3 separate regions of the Mus musculus genome follow, and all the other regions are linked to region 1. A link is a contact called in public Hi-C data. All regions are on one chromosome and are shown on one strand. Each heading gives the region's core, a stretch centred on a gene start, on an enhancer-like site or on the middle of the called end of the contact. The rest is flanking DNA. Distances are from core to core; before and after follow the strand shown. Region 1 overlaps Slit3 (slit guidance ligand 3). Region 2 overlaps Slit3 (slit guidance ligand 3). Region 3 overlaps Slit3 (slit guidance ligand 3).

The links. Hi-C and Micro-C count contacts between places; a contact is called where the count stands out from the background.
Region 2: a Hi-C map of cerebellum shows a contact between it and region 1, with 1.5 times the contacts expected there. The contact joins two enhancer-like sites.
Region 3: a contact with region 1 is called in a Hi-C map of cerebellum, with 1.7 times the contacts expected there. The contact joins two enhancer-like sites. A contact is called at or near these places in 4 of 484 Hi-C or Micro-C datasets (cerebellar granule neurons, cerebellum and nephron progenitors).

Annotation. Positions count from the first base shown.
Region 1 is chr11:35,666,865-35,670,023 of GRCm38.p6, forward strand. All of the region lies in intron 26 of Slit3 (slit guidance ligand 3), which reads left to right. All of the region lies in intron 2 of Gm46278 (a long non-coding RNA gene), which reads right to left. Among named protein-coding and RNA genes, the nearest start is that of Gm46278, 8.2 kb to the right of the region's middle. Within about 2 kb of position 1,452, at least 24 of the 459 cell types and tissues checked have an H3K27ac peak or open chromatin away from gene starts, as enhancers often do. A contact at or near this core is called in cerebellar granule neurons and cerebellum, where this site is marked.
Region 2 is chr11:35,230,452-35,233,610 of GRCm38.p6, forward strand. All of the region lies in intron 3 of Slit3 (slit guidance ligand 3), which reads left to right. Among named protein-coding and RNA genes, the nearest start is that of Gm33453, 5.8 kb to the left of the region's middle. Within about 2 kb of position 1,435, at least 29 of the 459 cell types and tissues checked have an H3K27ac peak or open chromatin away from gene starts, as enhancers often do. A contact at or near this core is called in cerebellum, where this site is marked.
Region 3 is chr11:35,303,599-35,306,757 of GRCm38.p6, forward strand. The region is part of intron 4 of Slit3 (slit guidance ligand 3); the gene reads left to right. Gm46277 (a long non-coding RNA gene) reads left to right here. Exons shown (of 2, transcript XR_003949657.1): 1 at 1-3,159. Among named protein-coding and RNA genes, the nearest start is that of Gm46277, 17 kb to the left of the region's middle. Within about 2 kb of position 1,568, at least 14 of the 459 cell types and tissues checked have an H3K27ac peak or open chromatin away from gene starts, as enhancers often do. A contact at or near this core is called in cerebellar granule neurons and cerebellum, where this site is marked.

The DNA.
Region 1 (3,159 bases), core at 202-2,701:
AACTATCTAGCATACCCAGCCCTGCCTCAGACCCTAGTCATGGTCATCACTGCCACTTTCTTACGGGGCTGCATCGCCTAAGAGGTACCTTGAAAGTAATGTGATTTACAATGGTAATTCATTCCGCTTGGGGCAAATAGAGATTAAGCATCCCTTATATGAAATGCTTGAGACCAGAAGCATCTCAGATTTCAGATGTTTCTGGATCTTATAATACTTGCATGTGCATACTAAACTATCTTGGGGCTGAAGACCTGAGTGTGGGTCCCAGAACCCATGACAAAGCCAGGCATCATGATGCTAACTTATCATCTCAGAACTGGGCATCAGAGGCAGTCATATGGTTAGAGCTTGTTGATCAGCCTGCCTAGACAAGTGGTCAAGACTCAGGTCCCAGTAAGAGACGGGCCACTGAGTTAACTCCATGGGCAAAGGCACTTACCACACAAATGTAGTGACATAACTTGGATATCCAGAACCCATGGATCTTAGGATATCCGTTGGTGCCAAGAGACACTATAACCAAGGCAAGTCTTATAAAGGACATTAGTTGGGGCTGGCTTACAGTTTCAGAGGTTCAGTTCATTATCATCATGGCGGGAAGCAGGTAGACATGGTGCTTGAGGAGTTGAGATCTCTGTATCTTGATCCAAAGGCTGCCAGGAGGAGACTGCCCTCTGCAGGCCGCCAGGAGGGGACTGCCCTCTGCAGGCAGCCAGGAGGGGACTGCCCTCTGCAGGCAGCCAGGAGGGGACTGCCCTCTGCAGGCAGCCAGGAGGAGACTGCCCTATGCAGGCAACTAGGAAGAGAGTCTCTTCCTCACTGGGCAGAACCTGAGCATAGGAAGCCTCAAAGTCCACTTACACAGTAACACACTTCCTCCAACAAGGCCATGCCTATTTCAGTAAAGCCACACCTCCTAATAGTGTCACTCCCATGTGCCAAGCGTTTAAACACCTGGGAGCCAAATGTATTCAAACCACCACATTGTAAAGGAGGGATAAAAGGACTAACTCCACAATGTTATCCACTAACCTCCACAATTGCACTGTGGCATACACCATACACACACACACTCACACACACTCTCTCACACACATGCTCTCACACACAGTCACACTCAAAGATATCTAGGAAACAGAACCCAAATCTAATAATGAAATTAACCTGGTTTATATATATACATAGGCTGTCATTGAAGGCATTTTTACTATACCCTCATTTGGACCATGACCTGAAGTCAAGGGTAGAATTTTTTTCCACTTCTGGTGTATCAGCACCCAAATGTGTCATTGTACTTTGAATTCCTGGATTAGTCATACTCTACCTCACTCCTATTTCATGGGACATAAAAACAAGGTCAACAAGGACCAGTCATTTCCTTACGGCATGTAGCTGCCTGCCTAGACTCAGCTCCAGTCCACTCCACTCCAGAGCCCAGGTTTTCAGAGGAGCAGACCAAATGGTCCAGCATAGAGGTGCCTGGTGCTGAATATGTACTCAGCCGTCTGGGCTCATCTGTTGGCCGCCTGTTTCACTAACTGCTGTGAAGTCTCAGGCCTATTTCCTTCTTTTCCAAGTCTGCCTTCCCTATCTGATAAAAGGGAGTGTAATGACAATTGTACTAATCTCACAGGGTTCTTGGGAACATTATATGTGATCATGAATATAAAACACTTAGCTTGAAGCCTGGAGAACGTGCTCAATACCGTGAGTGAGAATTCCTATTACACTTTCCATTCCAGACACCGGCTTTCAGAAAGCGGGCCCTGAGTCACTGTGGCATGGGGGGGGGGGGGAGCCAGATAGCTCCTCAAAGCACACATTTCCTCTCACTCTCCCCTCTCAGAAACCTCTGTGTGGGGGATGGACTCATATAAAGAACCAGACAGACAGGGACTCAGCCTTCCAGCTACTGGAGAGGGGCCTGAGGCTCCTACAGGCAAGAGAGTGGGAGGATACCTCTGGGCCCACAGTGGAGGCTATCCTGGCCCTACGCCTCAGGCTCAGCTGGCAATAAGCACACAGCCAAGAACCCCCAGTCCCATGCATAGTCACTGTCCCAGCCATAGACACTGGCAGCAACAGAAGATGGGACAGGCTCTTCTCAGGCAGATGGTGAGCAGGTGGCAGTGGCAGTGGGAAGGCTACCATGATCACCCTGGCCTGGCATGCACTCAAGTCACTGAACCCATGGCTCAAAACTATATACAGCAGCTACCCCCTCCCCAGCCCTGGTGCTACTGGGTCCTACAAAGTACAGCTTGCATGTCCCAAGAGAGTACAGGATCCATGTCCCAAGTATAGGGTCTGTGTCCCAAGAGAGAAGCAGGAGCCATGGGGGCAAGAGGATCCCTGGGATGTTAGGTTTAGTGTCTACAGTCTGGGCCTTGAGGTCACCCACTCAGAGCCTTTGTCCTTGTTCCTTCTACCTGGCATAATCATCCCCACCTGCCACTCACTGGCTCCTCCTCAGCTCATACCCTGAAGAAGAGCCTGATCCAGTGGAACTCTGCCTCATTCCAAACGACTGCAGTTCTTAGTCTGGCCTGGCCTTGGACTCACCTTTGGAACTTGAGAACAAATGCATACAGCAAAGCTATACTACAGACCAACCAGCCAAGGAGAAAGTGGGAGGTGGGGGGGTGTCCCTTTATAGAACACAGGTCTACAGGTTATATCTTACTTCCCCCTGCTCATGGTATGGACTATATTTAAACCTCAATAAAACAAATAGCAATACCATCTGCTAGCTTTTATAGAATGCCTACTATGTGCCAAGTGTGCCAAATAATAGCGGGGGCTACTGCTGACACATTCTGTTACATAATGCACAGTGCCTCCTTCTGTGAAAGCTCCCACGTAATTCTCATGGCAACCCTGTCAGAGGTTAAAGGTCTGGCGCCCATTATCAGCCAAGAAGAGGGGGAGCTGGAATCGAAAACTCACATGGACTCCCAGCCTGTATCCATGCCGGCAGCTTAGGCCAGAGATGCCTGTGAACTGGGGAACTGCTCATGCTGGAGCCTGAACTCTGCCTTCTCAACACAACCTCCTCTTCTCATGAGGAATGAGTGACCCGGCAATGACTCCCTTTGTCTTTATCTCAGCTTCGTCCCAGAGGATGTTGGGAAGTCCCTGGGGTCCCCAAGGTCATAG
Region 2 (3,159 bases), core at 185-2,684, 440 kb before region 1:
TGAGCTCAGAGGGCCACTTTTACTCCCTTCATTGCTGCCAGTCCCTCATCCCATAAAGGCCTTCACTCACAAACCTACTGGTTACACCTGGTTTCTGTCTCTGCATTGGTGCTTAATTATTACTAACGAAGCCTACACTCATAACTCTAGAGCCCTCTTAACTGTCCTCCTTAATTTCTGTGTCGCCCCCTTCCAAGTCAGAGAGGACTGCTCTATAGGTGGTCCTCAACTCTACTGCCACCGGAGAGGACTTCTTCAAATTCTAACCAGATGGTCGCTTTCTTGATGATACTCTTTCTGTTGCTTATCTTACATAAAGGCTGCTCCCAACTTCCTCACAAAAGCAGTACAAGACTGCCCCCAACACAGCCCGTAGACTCTGCCATCTACAGGAATGCATAGACTCTAAGCCTAGGGTGTGGCTTCTGAAGAGACCCACTTATCCTTCCAACTGGAACTCAGACTCTCTTTCTTTGGGACACTGTTAAACTAGGACTACCTAGCTGCCCCTCCTCCATGTCCCTGTCACACCTCTGCTTACAAGATCATGGTGTCATTTTATACTTCACATCTGTCTTCCTCAACCACACATGGTCTTAAAGAAGAGATTGTATCTCATTCGTCTTTTCGTTCAGGCTTTTATTTTAAAAGAGCTGGAGAGATGGCAGGGTGGAAGGAGAGTTTAATGGACAGATACACGGATCGGTCTGTGGATCACTGAAATGGTTCAGTTCAACAGTGGTCAAAGCTTCTGAACATGTGTTGCACGCATGGCTAAATGCAAGATGGTCTTCAACAACCCCTTTACAAAGACAAGCTGTGTTTCTTAAAGCTCCACAGTTGAAGTCGAAAAACTATGAGGGCAACTCAGCAACCAGGAGGCTTTGACCTTGATCCAGAGCAAAGCTCAGAGGTGCTTCTGCTCATAGAAGAAAAGGAGGCACATGCATGGGCCCTCTCCTAGCTTAACCTGCCTTGCCTCCTGCTGACCTTATCTCTGCTGGCCTCACCCAGGTCCATTCGGCTCTACATTCAGCCCACTGTTCATTCTAACTCGAACAGTGGCTAGAGATGGCCACCTCCAGTGCCAGAGTCACATCAAAGCAGGTGGCATCAAAGCATCAAGGCCAACCACCATCTGCAACTTTCAGGAGAACAGCTTGTTTCTCTCTATTCCATACTCAATAACTCGGATAACTGGCCTCCTTGCTTGAAGTTTGACTTTCAAACCAGTCTAGTGCTCCCACAGGGAGCCAAGCAGAAGACCATTGTCCAATTGTTTCACCAAGGAAAACAGAATAAGTCTTAGAGTGATCTAGAAATACAACATTAAGCTTCTGATATGGAGAATTGGCACGCGAACCAACCAGTCAACGGTGGAAAGGCCCTGGGGCTACTGGGATCAGAGCCCAGCCTGGCCGCCAGGAATCCTCATTCAGGGGTTGAGAAGCAGCCGGCAAAGCACAATTGGCTAAATTTGGTTGTGTTTTTATTTTTGTCCAGCCATAAATACCGGCAAAGAAATGAAAACTATTCCTTTCCTTCCGGGAGCCTCAGAGCCAGGCTGGCTTTATTTTTAGCTGCTAGTCTAGGGCTTTTAGCACACTAAATACTCTGTCCACTACTATAAGAGGCAGTGGGCTAGACTCTAGGGGTTTTGCCTAGACCGAGAGTTGGGTGTCTGAACTGAATTCTTCCCAGACTTTGTGCAATTATGATGACAAGGGTGGCTCCAGACAGAACCAAAGAGGGACTCAGTTCTTGTCCAAAGGGTCCCCAAGAGAGTCCTTTTCAGGAAAGGCAGAGTGCTCAGAGCAGATCAGTGTCTGGAGAGGGTGGAAGAAGTCGCAACTGTAGATGAAAAGAAGCAGAAGAATTGTAGATTGGGAATGGGCCCGGGTACTTTTATTCTGTGAAGGTTTTGAGTGCCCTGATTCAGGACCTGAAGCTAGCTAACTATGACCAGATCCTGCTACAGCACCCCTGAGAGATGATGTGGCCTCGGTCTGGCCTGGATACTTGGCTTTGAATTTATTATGTAAGAGGCAAGAGGACAATAACAACCCAGCCTTAAGCTCTACTTGGAGAGACTGCCAGGGCCGCAGGAAACATAGCATTTGGTATGCAGAGCAGAGGTTGGGAGCAGCCATCCCTAGCATCATTATCACGAGGGCCTTCATGTGACATTCAGTATTCCACATGTTCTAGGCCAGTTCTTCCTGGAACCAGAGGAGTAGTGTCATTTGCATTTGGAAAACAGAGGGTCAAAGGGCTTAGTAACTTGTCCTTAGCTCTACAGTGAGAGAATAATCCAGCCAAGCCTAAAACCAGCACTGATGAGCCTCAGTCCTAACACCATGCCTTCAGTGGGACCAGTGACCTCTATATGCTATGAAGAGACTTATCACTGAACACATAGGAGCTGCTCTAAGCAGGGAACTAGGTTCCTCTGCCTTGAGTCCTCCAGTTTCATGATAAGAGTGTGCAAACACGATGTCAAACGTGATTTTATTTTTTTATTTAAGCAGAAAGCAACTAATGGATACTGAATGTAGAATGGTGTCTACCCGGGATGTTAGAAGGGAAAATCAGGGAGTTGTTAAATGGATAGTATAATTGTGTGAGACGGAAGTGTCCTGGAGATTCGTCCTACAGCCAGGAGAATACAGTCCACATGACTGTGCCTCCTACCTCCGAACTGTGTGCTTAGAAACTGAGAGGACAGCTAATTTCATGTGGTATGATTTCGCCATCCTTTTTAACAATTAGAAATAAGATCTCAAGTATTGGGGTCAGACCATCGTAGAGGCAGGCAGCGGGTTGGAGCGTTTCCTGTCCTACTTCCCAGCCTTTCTGTTCCGTCTTCCCTATGATCAGAAGCTTCCTCAGCAGCATCCCTGGTCCCACCCCACATGGCACAGACTTTGTCAGGGCTAAGGTGCATGCTCTGTGAAGGGCGTTCATTAGGCGACATTGTGATGCTTCTCTGTCTCGTGCTTGGCCCTTTCTGACCTGCTTTGAGTCCCTGGTTCCACCAAAGATTTTGTCTATAGAATGGGAGGAGATAGTAGTTAAGTCTCCCTTCCCAGAGTCATGTTTTCTTAGAGTACATGTAGGGAAAGGAGCAGGCTTGGACTTCGTTTCAGAGAAGTGGGGTGC
Region 3 (3,159 bases), core at 318-2,817, 360 kb before region 1:
CTCGTATTTTGTTACAGGAATGAAAAATAGATGGGCACTCTATGCATCTCAGAGAACTTGGGGTTTCAAATGTATAGTTGAAGATGCCATTTTTCAGTCTTACAATAATTGTAAATTATTGCAATTAATTAATTACAAACTAATCCATCTCGTCTTTTGCCCTTCTTTTCCATCTGTCACACCCCCAACCTGGCATCTTCCATAGCCTGAAAAAATGACTTGGGAAAACCCTTCTGGACCCCATGCCAGTAGGAGTAGTTTCCTGTTGGCCCTTGGGGCATGCTGTGCCTAGTCTGTGCATGAGTCCACCAAGGCTTTTTTTGTCATATGTTATGGTTCCCACATCCTGATGTCATAGCTGAGACTTGAACGCAGGCTACCTGACCCTGAAAGCTCTTGTCTTCCATCGTAGCCTTTCATCTATGAGTACAACTGTCTTGCCATCTGCCTAGAGAGCTTATTCCACAAAGGTCCGCTGCACGGTTACTGGGTACCCCACTTTACGGTAACAGAACATAACTGCAGTGTGGTGGTGGTGGTGGGGGTAAACCTGAAGAGAGAATGGGGTGTGGTGGTGGAAGAGCCCAGAGCTGCCTTTGAGCCGGCCAGTGAGGACAGGGAAGGTTCTCAGAAGCAGAAACACATAAGCTGAGAGGAAGAGGAAAAGGAAGCCAGCTAAGACCACACTGGGAGGCAGTTGGCACAGGAATCCAGGCAGAGGACACGATGTGAGCCAAGGCCTGAAGTAGGAGAGTTGGGAGGAATTAAAATCTCATTGGCGGGAGAGAAGAGAGCCAGGTGGTTATTTTTCCTGCCTCTGTAGCCAGACTCAAACAGAGAAGATGGCTCTAATCCCATTGTATTCCCAGGCTCCTGTGATCCAAGACATGGCTGGGGGCCTGCGTCTGTCATTCTGTGGAGTCCTACAGTGGCCTCCTTCCTGGAGCTGCCACCCTGTGGGAGAGGTTATCACCAGACAGAAATACAAGCAGTCCCTTCACCATCCTCAAGGCCCACAGCTTAGAAGAAGAATAGTTCTCTCTAGGGTTTCAGAAATGTCAAGCCCATGTCTCCATCTACTTGGAATGAAAGACCGGGGTTACAGCACTAAGGAACAGGCAGATGGGCCCAGCCACAGCTCTTAAGAATTTCAGTAAAGCCGAGAGGCACAGTTAGATCAGGAAAACGTGGGAGGGAAGCTGAATTTTCTGTTCTGTCCTCTTCCAACATTCCTAGGTTCTAGGTTCCAGAGTGCAATTGTCCCTTAGACTACAGGGGCGGGGAGGGACAGGCTGTAAGGACAGTGCTCCTCCGGTAGATATCAGAGTCCATGTACTTTCCAGCCTTTTATAGAATGGCACACCATTTACCTTTAACAAGTCATTCCTCTCATATCTCCTAAATCATCTCTAGGTTATGTGTAAAATATAACATTACATAACTAGTCACCGTATACTACCATTGTTTAGGGAAATCGTGACCAAAAGAAAAGGGCTGGGCCTTTGAGTGGCGATGCAATTGTTTTCTGAATGTTTTTCAGTTCAAGGTTAGTTGGCACTGTGAATGCTGAGCCGGTGGATATACAGGGCAGGCTGTGCAGGCTTGGGCTGGGAGGGAAATGTACCGCATGGTTGATCTGTGAAGAAGAGAAAGGAGACAGACAGGCTTCTCATCTTTCCTGCCAGCCGTGAGGTGAGGGGCAGGGTCCAGCCATATGGGCAGCCAAGAGGAGGCAGGGACTGCAGCACTTGCTCAGCACTAATTAGGGCCTGGCTGGAGTGTCTGCAAGGACCCCAGCAGGGACGTTTCCTGCACAGGGCAAGCAGCCCTGGATTAGGGGCCGACAGGTGCTGCCTCCTCTGACACTTTTGGCAACATCCTAGCCACTCCTATGACTTGTCCCTAGATGCAGGTGACCTTGGAAATGTGAAGAGTCTAGAGGAAACCATCTTCCCGGCGCTCTTTGTGGAGAGAGCAGGAGCTGAAAGGCTTCCGTGGAACTTCAGCGCGTGGACGGGTGGGTGGCATTTCAGTGCGGCTGTTCCAACTCGCCCTGGAAAGCAAGCCAGTGTTTACCCTCAGTGTTTACCGTGAGGTCTGGGACATGGCATGCCTTCACATACTGTGAGGAGGTGGGGGGCCTTTGGGGTGCGCAGACAGTAGCATTAGGAATGGGGTCGAGGAAGAGATGGCAAAGAGTCAGGGTCACTTGATGACTGCATTCAACATTGGCGGGTTTGTTTGGGCTTTTGGTTATTGTTTTGTGTTGTCTGATTTGTGATTTTTGTTTGTTTAGAGGATTGATTGTATATGTTGAGCCAATACTTTTGATACCAGAATGACTGTCCACTTGGCTTCCTCTAAATGACCAGCTTGCACTGGAGGTGATGAAGAAGCTGCTGTCAGAAAGAAATCTCCACAGAACAGCCTCTCTTTCCCTTTCATGCCTGCAGCACAGACCTCAGCCCTGTCTCTCATAGTCTTGTAGACATCCCTGCACCCAAGTGCTCAGCCATCTGTCCCCCATACTGTGGCTTCTACATTCTAACACAAATAGGAAACTGCCAACCACGATCTCTGAATCTTGGTCTTCCTGCTTCTCTTTGCTCTGGCGCTTGCTGGTTTATATACTAACGATACCAGGAGGAGTCTTTATAAATAAATAAAAAACTATTATCATGAAATAGGCAAGGCAGACCAACTTTATAAAGTGAAGAGGTTTATTCAGCTCACATGTCTAGGAATCTGTGTGTGTGTATGTGTGTGTGTATGTGTACAGGATCTGACAAGGAGGCCCTGGCATGTCACGTCATAGGGGATAACAATGGCAGGGAAGAGGTCACACATCATGAAATGAGTAGCCAGGGACCGAGGTCTTGCATTCCCTATTAAGGGCATACTGTAAGTGACTTTAGGTCACTCTACCCGCTCCACTCTCAGGTATTTTATCAATTCCTGTATCACTGCGCTGGAGACCAAGCTTGCATGCGCTTTGTGAGGCCCCTCTTACCCTCTTACAGTGTAACCGTGTCATAGTACTCCGAAAGGCATCTTCAATGCTGAGAGCAGTGATGTTTGGTGGAAAATGTGTTTTCCACATAGTTAGGCATGCCCCTTCTGTTTGTCATTGCTGGAAACTATCCTTTTCATAGAAATCAG